3 separate regions of the Zea mays genome follow, and regions 2 and 3 are each linked to region 1. Evidence: chromatin contacts called from public Hi-C data. All regions are on one chromosome and are shown on one strand. Each heading gives the region's core, a stretch centred on a gene start, on an enhancer-like site or on the middle of the called end of the contact. The rest is flanking DNA. Distances are from core to core; before and after follow the strand shown.

Evidence for each region. Hi-C and Micro-C count contacts between places; a contact is called where the count stands out from the background.
Region 2: a Hi-C map of endosperm shows a contact between it and region 1, with 5 times the contacts expected there. The contact joins the promoter of LOC100272313 here to the promoter of LOC100273186 in region 1. A contact is called at or near these places in 7 of 25 Hi-C or Micro-C datasets (bundle sheath, ear, endosperm and 2 more).
Region 3: a contact with region 1 is called in a Hi-C map of leaf, with 5 times the contacts expected there. The contact joins the promoter of LOC100192041 here to the promoter of LOC100273186 in region 1. A contact is called at or near these places in 3 of 25 Hi-C or Micro-C datasets (ear and leaf).

What each region holds. Positions count from the first base shown.
Region 1 is chr8:132,333,925-132,336,760 of Zm-B73-REFERENCE-NAM-5.0, reverse strand. It overlaps LOC100273186, which reads right to left and starts at 1,385. Exons shown (of 2, transcript NM_001147631.1): 1 at 1,206-1,385.
Region 2 is chr8:132,662,176-132,665,011 of Zm-B73-REFERENCE-NAM-5.0, reverse strand. LOC100272313 reads right to left here and starts at 1,367. Exons shown (of 3, transcript NM_001146797.1): 1 at 964-1,367; 2 at 661-790; 3 at 1-553. The coding sequence starts at 1,096. LOC103635907 reads left to right here. Exons shown (of 13, transcript XM_035961804.1): 2 at 2,083-2,356.
Region 3 is chr8:132,044,956-132,047,791 of Zm-B73-REFERENCE-NAM-5.0, reverse strand. LOC100192041 (transducin family protein / WD-40 repeat family protein) reads right to left here and starts at 1,477. Exons shown (of 9, transcript NM_001137464.1): 1 at 994-1,477; 2 at 734-853. The coding sequence starts at 1,365.

The sequences.
Region 1 (2,836 bases), core at 136-2,635:
AACCAGATAAATTTCTGTAGGGGCATATATATAATCGTGTGGGTGGGGATCATGGGCTGCTCACAAACATGTCATTAAAAAAATTGGTGTTACTGTGCAAGTCCTTTACATTCGATATGAACCATACAGTATAAAAAAGGGTGGGAGCTCAAATTCTCAAAGAAGAGCAGAATCTTGAGCTTTTTAGTAAAAAAAAAGAATATAAATCAGGTACTAAATAAAAATGGTGATTTCTCTTTTTTCACTCAACAGGAATAAGTTCACATGTTTAGTATGAACCAGCATTAGAATCTGATAGCAAAATGTTATTTCCAGGGTAATAAGTCACTGTACACATAGCTGGGTGGATATGGTTATACTAGAATTTCACCATCGATGAGCCTTTGCAGATATTGAAATAATGCACACAAGGAATTTAGATTTTGATGCTTGTCTAGAGAGGCCATCTTTTTAAGGGACACCATTTGTTTAGGGAACTGATTCATGATTTGTCATTCTGAAATCATATATATTTAACCATAGTCATCACTTGCCACGTGCGGGTCATAAATGGCATATTGCTATGCAGAAGGGGTAACGACCTGATCAGTTGAGCTTCACCGTATGACAAAGGACAGGATGTATTCTAAGCATCCTCAGGCTTTGGTCACCACTGCATCTTTTAGGCTCTCACCAATTCAGCAAGCTAATTTATTTCTATGCCACGTACGGTGCCTTGCTAATCCTCTCCAGCTTCCATCAAACACAACATTAGTCCCCACACTATGATGCTACCTTGGCCGAAAAGCCAAAATTCTATGAGGTACGTCACAACGCTACTTGCAGTTCAATAATCCCCCAATCCATGCACCTGGGTAGCGAGGCGAAACCCTCCACGAAGTGCTTCACAGCATGCTCGCAATCGGATCACTCGAGGAACGCCAATCTTCTGAATCCCCGTCTCGCGCCGCAAACACAATCGAACCCAAAAATACCCAATATGCTTCAATCCAGGGAAACAGCAAGCCAAATAACCGTACCATCCCAGCTGAACTCAATCCACCGATCCCAATTCCCACAGGCGATCGATTTCAAGCCAAACTAAACAATCTAGCTTCGCGGATGTAGCGCAAGGCAGAGCGAATCGGCGTGGATTAAGAGGAGCAGTTGAAGTTTGCAGCAATAAGAATAACGAAAGTTCATCTCGAGGGGAATCCCGCTCTTACCTCGTCGCCTTCGCTGTCACAGGAGGAGCAAGTGCGAGACGGTAGGAAACGCGCCGAGAACTATTATTAGGCCCGATTAGCATAGGCGCCCATAGCTTCTCAAAGAGCTTGTTCTGCTCTGGCTTCAGCACTCGGAAGCTGGAGCCGTTCTTGTGCTAACGCGACGGAAAAAAGCAAATCTGGCTTCGCCGATGAAAAATTAACTGACCTTGGCCAACGATAAGGATCATCGAGACGTGAGCTCTAAGAAAAATAACTAGTTTGGTAACCTCATTTTCTCTAGGTATTTTTTATTTTCCCATAAAAAATAATTAAAAAATAATTAACTTCTTTTAGAAAGATAAAAATTCTTTGAAAAAAATGAGGTTTCTAAACTAGCCCTTAAAAATAAAGAAAAGAGTGTTTAGCAATTTTTTCTATTTTTATTTCATAAAATCCATCGTTCTAGACTGATTTTTTTTGTTTTTAACCATTTTTGTGACAAAAAATATATTTAGACCACTCGAGGATTTAATTCCTGATTTGGACCCGATACTCGACGCTGTAGGCCATGGCGCCGAGTTAACACTAGGCTATAGCGCCGAGCTCTGACATGGCGTAGGCAGCTTCTGGTGGCTAGGGCTGGCGTGGCGACGATGCAGCGCCGACGTGGCCTCCTAGCTCGGCGCCACAGATCTTGGCGCCGAGCTAGGCAGGCCTATAAAACGACCGCGCTGCTGGCCGAGAAGAGCTCATTTCCTTTCAATTCAAAACTTCTTCAAAGTTCCTACATTCAAAGATTCGAGTTGGAATACTTTGTAGACCAAGGTATGGTGTCTGACTTATTCATTTGTATATTGGGTTGTAATTTTTCGATTATTAGTTTCCATTGTTGCTCCTATAATATATAGTATAGTTCATATGATGACTACATTTGGTTTGATAGTTTGTGAAATCCGATTATAAAGTCTATTAGGTACTTGTGTTAATATAGAATCGTTTCTTAGATGAAAGACATGTACTGGGAGGCGTTGTGGCAGAAGAGAGGTCGTCCTCGAGAGTTATATCCGGACGTATCTAGTAAGGATGCTCCTGTTCCTCTTGAACTTCATGTGTCTAACTTTGACAGTGGCAGACTGGCTTGGGTATGTCAATCCATACATCCAGACATGGTTGCTCGCTGCTTCTACCTTTGTGGCGTTTTTAACGTACGTAGCTGATGACTTGTGACTTAATATTGTTTACTAGATGTGTAATAATGCTTCGTTCCATTTTTTAGGAGCACCTAAGGTGTTTCTTTTTCCAGTGGATGGACAGTCCTGATAAATTTGACCCTCGATATCTTCTTTTCGCTAATTGGTTGTGTGTAAGGACTAGTCATGAGCGTTTTAAGCGTTGGGTACCTCCTCCCCCGAATCCTCCACCAATGACGGACGCGGAGAAGGAGGTAGCAACATAAAGACGAATGGACTCGCCTCCTCGATGCGATTGCGGAGATCGTGCTGTCATCGACGTGGACACTGCAAAGCACTTCGTGTGTCCGAACATTAATTATGTGAGCCCATAAAAATGTCTAAACTTTTATTAATTTTTGCAAAAAATTACTAAATTATTCTCCTGCAGCCATACGGGTGGCGTAAGTGTCATTTCAG
Region 2 (2,836 bases), core at 118-2,617, 330 kb before region 1:
AGAGAGGGCCGATGGTGAAACTGGCGGCATCACTGTAGAAATTGTGCTGCAGTTGAAGTCACTCTGGTTGAACCAGAGTGAATTCATATTCGCCCCATCGCTGCTGCCACTCTCACTGTTGTAGCCTAAAGGCTGTTGGAAAGGGAAATAGAGAGTTTGGCCTGATGAGTGGCAGGTTGATGGACTCTCATGTCCAGCAGTAAGCTGCTCCAGGAACAGCTCCTTTGGTGGCAGCTTAGGGCGTGCCAAGTTTGGTGTTTCAGCACGATTCTTGTCGTACACGGGCATCAGCATTGATGATTGAGCCGTCTCGCTGAGGAGGGGGCTCAAGTTCCCCAGAGGACCAGTGCTTGATGGGTTGACGTCGCTGGACCCTGAGGTTCTCTCGGTGCTGATGGTGGGAGCTGCACCGCCGCGATCAGCCTCAGTAAGTGGCTTGTGGGTGTTGGGATCAATGCCTTTCTGCCTCAGCTTCTTCTTGATGCACGAGTTCCATAGATTCTTGATCTCATTATCAGTCCTCCCTGGCAGCTGCGCTGCAATTTGAGACCACCTTCTCATGGAAAAAGTAAAGTGCTAATATCAGCTAAATTACCAACTGCTGCTTTGCACATATGCAGTCTAGAATTCTGATACTACTTCTTCAGGCTTCAAATTTACCTGTTCCCGAGGACAGCGTGCAGCTCGATGATGAGGTCTTCTTCGTCTTGGGCGAATGCCCCTCTCTTGAGGTCTGGCCTCAGATAGTTTATCCACCTCAGCCTACAACTCTTTCCGCACCTTTGAAGCCCTGCAACAATTTGTCTTCTCGAATTTAGATAATTGAACTGACCGAGAGGTATTTGAGAGACAAGAGGGGTTTCAGCTGGCAATTGGAAATGAGAAAAATGCAGAGGGAGGAGAAGGGGAGGATTGAGAGTTGATAACTGAGGACCAAGGGAAGAAAAATTTCATCGTACATACCAGCGAGTTTGGGAACAGAGCTCCAGCAGCCATGGCCATGCTTTGTTATGTGATTCATGAGTTTCTCATCCTCCTCAGGGGACCAGAGCCCCTTTCTCAGCTTCTGCTTGTAGCAGCAAGAATGCCTCCCCATCTCAACGCAATGCAGAACCTGGGAGCTCCAACCAAACTCACAGAGCTTACAGGTCTGCGGAATGTATAATTATGCACGACGACGAACACCTTCTCCGGTAGCACAGAGCTTCTTCGACGATGTTCTGAAGTAGTGGGAAATTGCAAAGGTTGTAGCGACTTATATACCAATGAATGGTTGGGCTTCATCTGAGGCCAGGATTGAGCAACTGCATGGCTGCAGATAGGAGATTTCAGTGGAAAGCAAGGAAAGGCTAGGGGCACTCCTCTCCTTTTCTTCGCAGGACAGCCCTTTAGCACCCTTCTTTTAAAGGTGGTGGTGGAGGTGGAGGTGGTGGTTGTGGCTTGTGGGGCTTGTGCCAAGGGATGGAGGTTTAGCCCTTCCCTTGGCCTGCTTCCGGCTGTGTGTGTGGGCGTCTGCCTCATCATCTCCTAAGAATCTATGTCTGGTGCCAAAATCGGTGGGGTAGCCCCGTAGCCACCTCCACCGATATTTAATTGTCGTGACCTTTGTGCAAGAAACTGTTACATTAAACCACCCTCCATCTTCCTTTGCACCCCGGTTCCCATGCATGCCCGGTGTGTTTCTTCGGGCACAAGCCCAGTGAAAGTGAAACACGCGTGTCCATATTCAGAGTCCATGTTATTTATTTTTTTTTGAAAGACCAGAGTTCATGTTATTAGGACACGGATTGATGCTCTTGCTGCCATGGTAAGTGACTGTGACATTTAGCAGCCGGTTTTCTCTCTCTCTCTCTCCCTCTCTCTCTCTCTTTTCCGCAGCTACTTCTGTGTCACGGGTGCTCCATGCACGGCAGAGCACACAGTTGGGAAGAGGCCTCTTGTCCACCTTTCATCTGTTGCTAATTAAGACTCCTTGTCTTAGCTGCTGTTCGTTCCGTGCATGTGCATCTCATTTTCTTTGTCACCTGCAAGATTTTATGCGTCAGACCAAAGTGTTGTCCTTTTTTTCTTCTTGCTTTTCAGGTACGGTAACTCACTCACTGGGTCACTTCTTTCTGGTGAGGAAGGAAAAGGCTTGGTCAATCATCACAGTTAGGGTCGTGGGGGGAGGGAAAAAAAAGGCGATGTCAGTGATGTTCGTATTCCAGGACAGAGAGCATCTTTCCTTTGTTTATCGCCGGCCGGCAGCTAGCAATTCTAATCAGAAATGGTTACTGCTCCGGTCCAACACCAATAGAAGCACGTCGCGGGCGCTGGATGTCTGTCAAGAATCAAGCTTCCCATAATCGCGATGCAGGTACGCGAGTATAATTAATGATTTGTCCGATTGACTGTCGCTAGCGTCAATGGAGGCACTGATCACTGCAAGGAGGGAACTTAAGCGCCCTTGAATTTTTGTTTTCTTCTTTCATACAAAAAAGGGGTCCACTGGAGGAGACAAATTTCTCTCTGAGTAATGTACTGGGAACGGGCTAGTCAATTGGCGTATTATTGCTGGGTATCTTTTGCTTGTCTAGGGAACGAGCGTTTCTTTATCCATGATTAGGATTGTAACGGCATCCGTCGTCTGTGTGCCCATGCATGTGAGGGCGGATGCTCCTCGCCAATTAAACAAAACGCAAACGTGTCCACGAATGAGAGAGAGAGAGAGAGAGCTCTGATCGGTGAATTTTGTAGGTCTCGTTTCCAGCTGACCATTTCGTTGTCGTTTGATTCCCCATGCATGCAACGGATCTCATCCATTCTGGAGCCTTGCGTTGTCTGTTGGCGTGTAGGG
Region 3 (2,836 bases), core at 228-2,727, 290 kb after region 1:
CAACCATATATTAGTAAATTTTGAAGGAATACATACTAGGGATAAATTATTATAGCCAGAGAGACTGTAGGTTTGAAAGAACAAAGGGTATGGACCAGATAAACAGTTAGTCTTTATTTTCTATCATTTCATTAAGAGAAAAAAAGCTACCCTATGTACAAAACTAGTCACACAAACACACCACACCAGAAACATCACAAAGCACTGAGTTAAGACCATGCGTGCGACACTTGAGTTATGTAACGATCGCAAGGACAAGACGCTCTATAAAACCTACGGAAGCTCTGAGCCCCTGCTGCGCATCATAGCTTTCCTTCCTCCTCTGTCTGCACGTGCACGATCAAGAATTCACACGGAGAAGCAATATTGAAGACACAATCATTTCGATGTTGCCATAGCTCCCATGCTATTAGAATTCTCAATGAGTCATTCAATATTAGAAGATTTTTATGACATGTAGGCATCCAGCTAGTATGGCCACTGGCAGCCCTAAACAGTAAACACGCTGAACATGTTGCAAATCAGAAATCCAACTCACAGTCATATATAAAAGCCGTTAAATTTGTGGAAGCTGAAGCCCTGTAATGCTAATACCAAACTTACAGGAATAGTAGCAGGGGCAAAATATGCCTTAGAAGAAGCTTTTGGTGCTCAACTTGCCCCCCAGATAGCAGTAAGAGATCCAGTGCTCAAGATGCTTACAAGGAATTTGCTCAAAAAAAAAGATGCTTACAAGGAATCGTTGGTCAGGTGAGAGAGCAATATCTGAAACCGTCCAGTGCACACTTCTGCAGCTTATATCCTTGTGGATCTTCCACCCTTTCTCGGCGTCGTAGACTCTGATGCGGCTTCCCTTATCGTCACAATTTTTTCACAAAGGAGAATCGTCAGCAACTAAACTACACAACTTCTATGTACCCAACTTCTCATTAGCAGAAGCACAAGAACCAACATCAAACCGTATCAGGCTATCAGCAAAAACCGAGCACCTACCCGAAACCCCGCGATGAGCAACGAGCCATCGGCGGAGAACTGCGAGACGTAGGCCTCGCTTTCCACGTCGTCGACGCCCCACGGCCCCTTGGTGGGGATGTGCTGCCTGCCGAGGTAGGCTCGATCGGCCGCGGAGAACCCGGCGCCGCCCGCGCGGCCGGCCTCCCGCGCCGACACCAGCTCGTACGCCGAGAAGGGCCTCGCCCGGCGGGCGAAGGCGGCGCCGCGAGCCCTGCGGCACGGCTCTGACGTGGCCCTGGTGAGATGGGACATCTCGCCGCACAGCGTGAATGGCTCCACCTCGCGGCCCGCCGCCTTCCGGGACGATTCCCCGCGCGCGCTCCGCCGCGCGCCTCGCATCCTTCCTTGCATGCTCGCCGACACCAGCACGGAGGGATCAGGCCAGTCCAGCAGGATCCCGCGCTGAATCGCTGGAGAAGATGTCCCTCCACTGAAAACACAGCGAAAAAAAACAAGCAATTGCAGAAACTGGCAGCAGATTTTGTCCCCTGGACCAGTGGAACCATACCGGAGATGTCCGAGCTTCTCCCGCTCTCACTGGCACGCCGGACCCATGGCGCGTTGCGCTCGTGTGGCAGGGATCGCAGTCGCGTGGCCCGTCCAGTGACGGATGGCAAGTAGGACGAGCGCGCGGAGCCGCGGGCGCCGTGCAGGCGCCGGCCGTGTTACCCGCGCGTGGCGTGTGGCGTGACGTCAGGCTCCGACGGTGAACCGGCAACCAGGAGTCCAGGACTCGGTGAGCCTGTGACAACTGACAGCAGCATACCATGTATTGAAGGCCGTTGCAGGGCCGGTCCTAGCATATGCATACTAGGGGCGACGAAAACTAAGGTCGTGTTTCTTTCGGATTATAATCTCTCTAAATTATATAATTCAGCTCAAATAATCCAACAAGTAAGCAAACACCTAGATTATAGGTTTAGATTAATAATCTAAAGACCATATTATGATAATCTCATAATCTCCTCAAGAGTAGCTTATTTGAGATTATTTTGGCAAAAGACCCACTATCCATAATTATGTAAATATAAATTACAATATATGTCATTCTTCTTTTCTCACCTTAAATAAACAAACAAGGGTACTGCTGTTTTTATGAATAATCTACATTTGTATAATCTAAACTACCAAACAACTATATGTAGATTATAATATGTCTAGATTATAATATAGATTATATAATTTAGATTATAATCCAGATTATATAATCTATAAGCTGAAACAAACATGCCCTAATTTAGAGGCTTCTATTATATCTCACTCTATATATATTATATATCTAATATATATTTACATATAAAGTTTTTGAAAACATTATTGTTGGTCATAAATTGTTTTTTCAATAATTCTAGTTTTTAAAAAAATTACGGTAGTAGATGGAGCAGTCACTAAGATTCGATAGGCACTAGAGACATTAGGATAACAATTCACCTCTACGACTTTCTCGAAAATTCATGTAGCAGACAATACTCCATTCAAAAATCTCTTATCTTGGCCTTTTACTCACTTGGTGCCCAAGTAAAATAAGAGTTTGGGATAAAAATTTTGACTTTAAAATCCTACATATAATATATCAATGAACAATCATTAGTTCATGAGATTGAAAAATACACACATATAACATATAATATAGGATGCACTCAGGACGTCGCCACGTCGTGTTAGGAGTCCACGATGATTTGTTTTATCTGTGACTGCAATAGGCTCATCGATTTGTTTCTTAGATTTCCAACAAGCTACATCTAGTGAACAGACTATTAAATAGTGTTTGATCCAAAACCAAATACTAAATATCCATAACACACAATATATACTTATACTT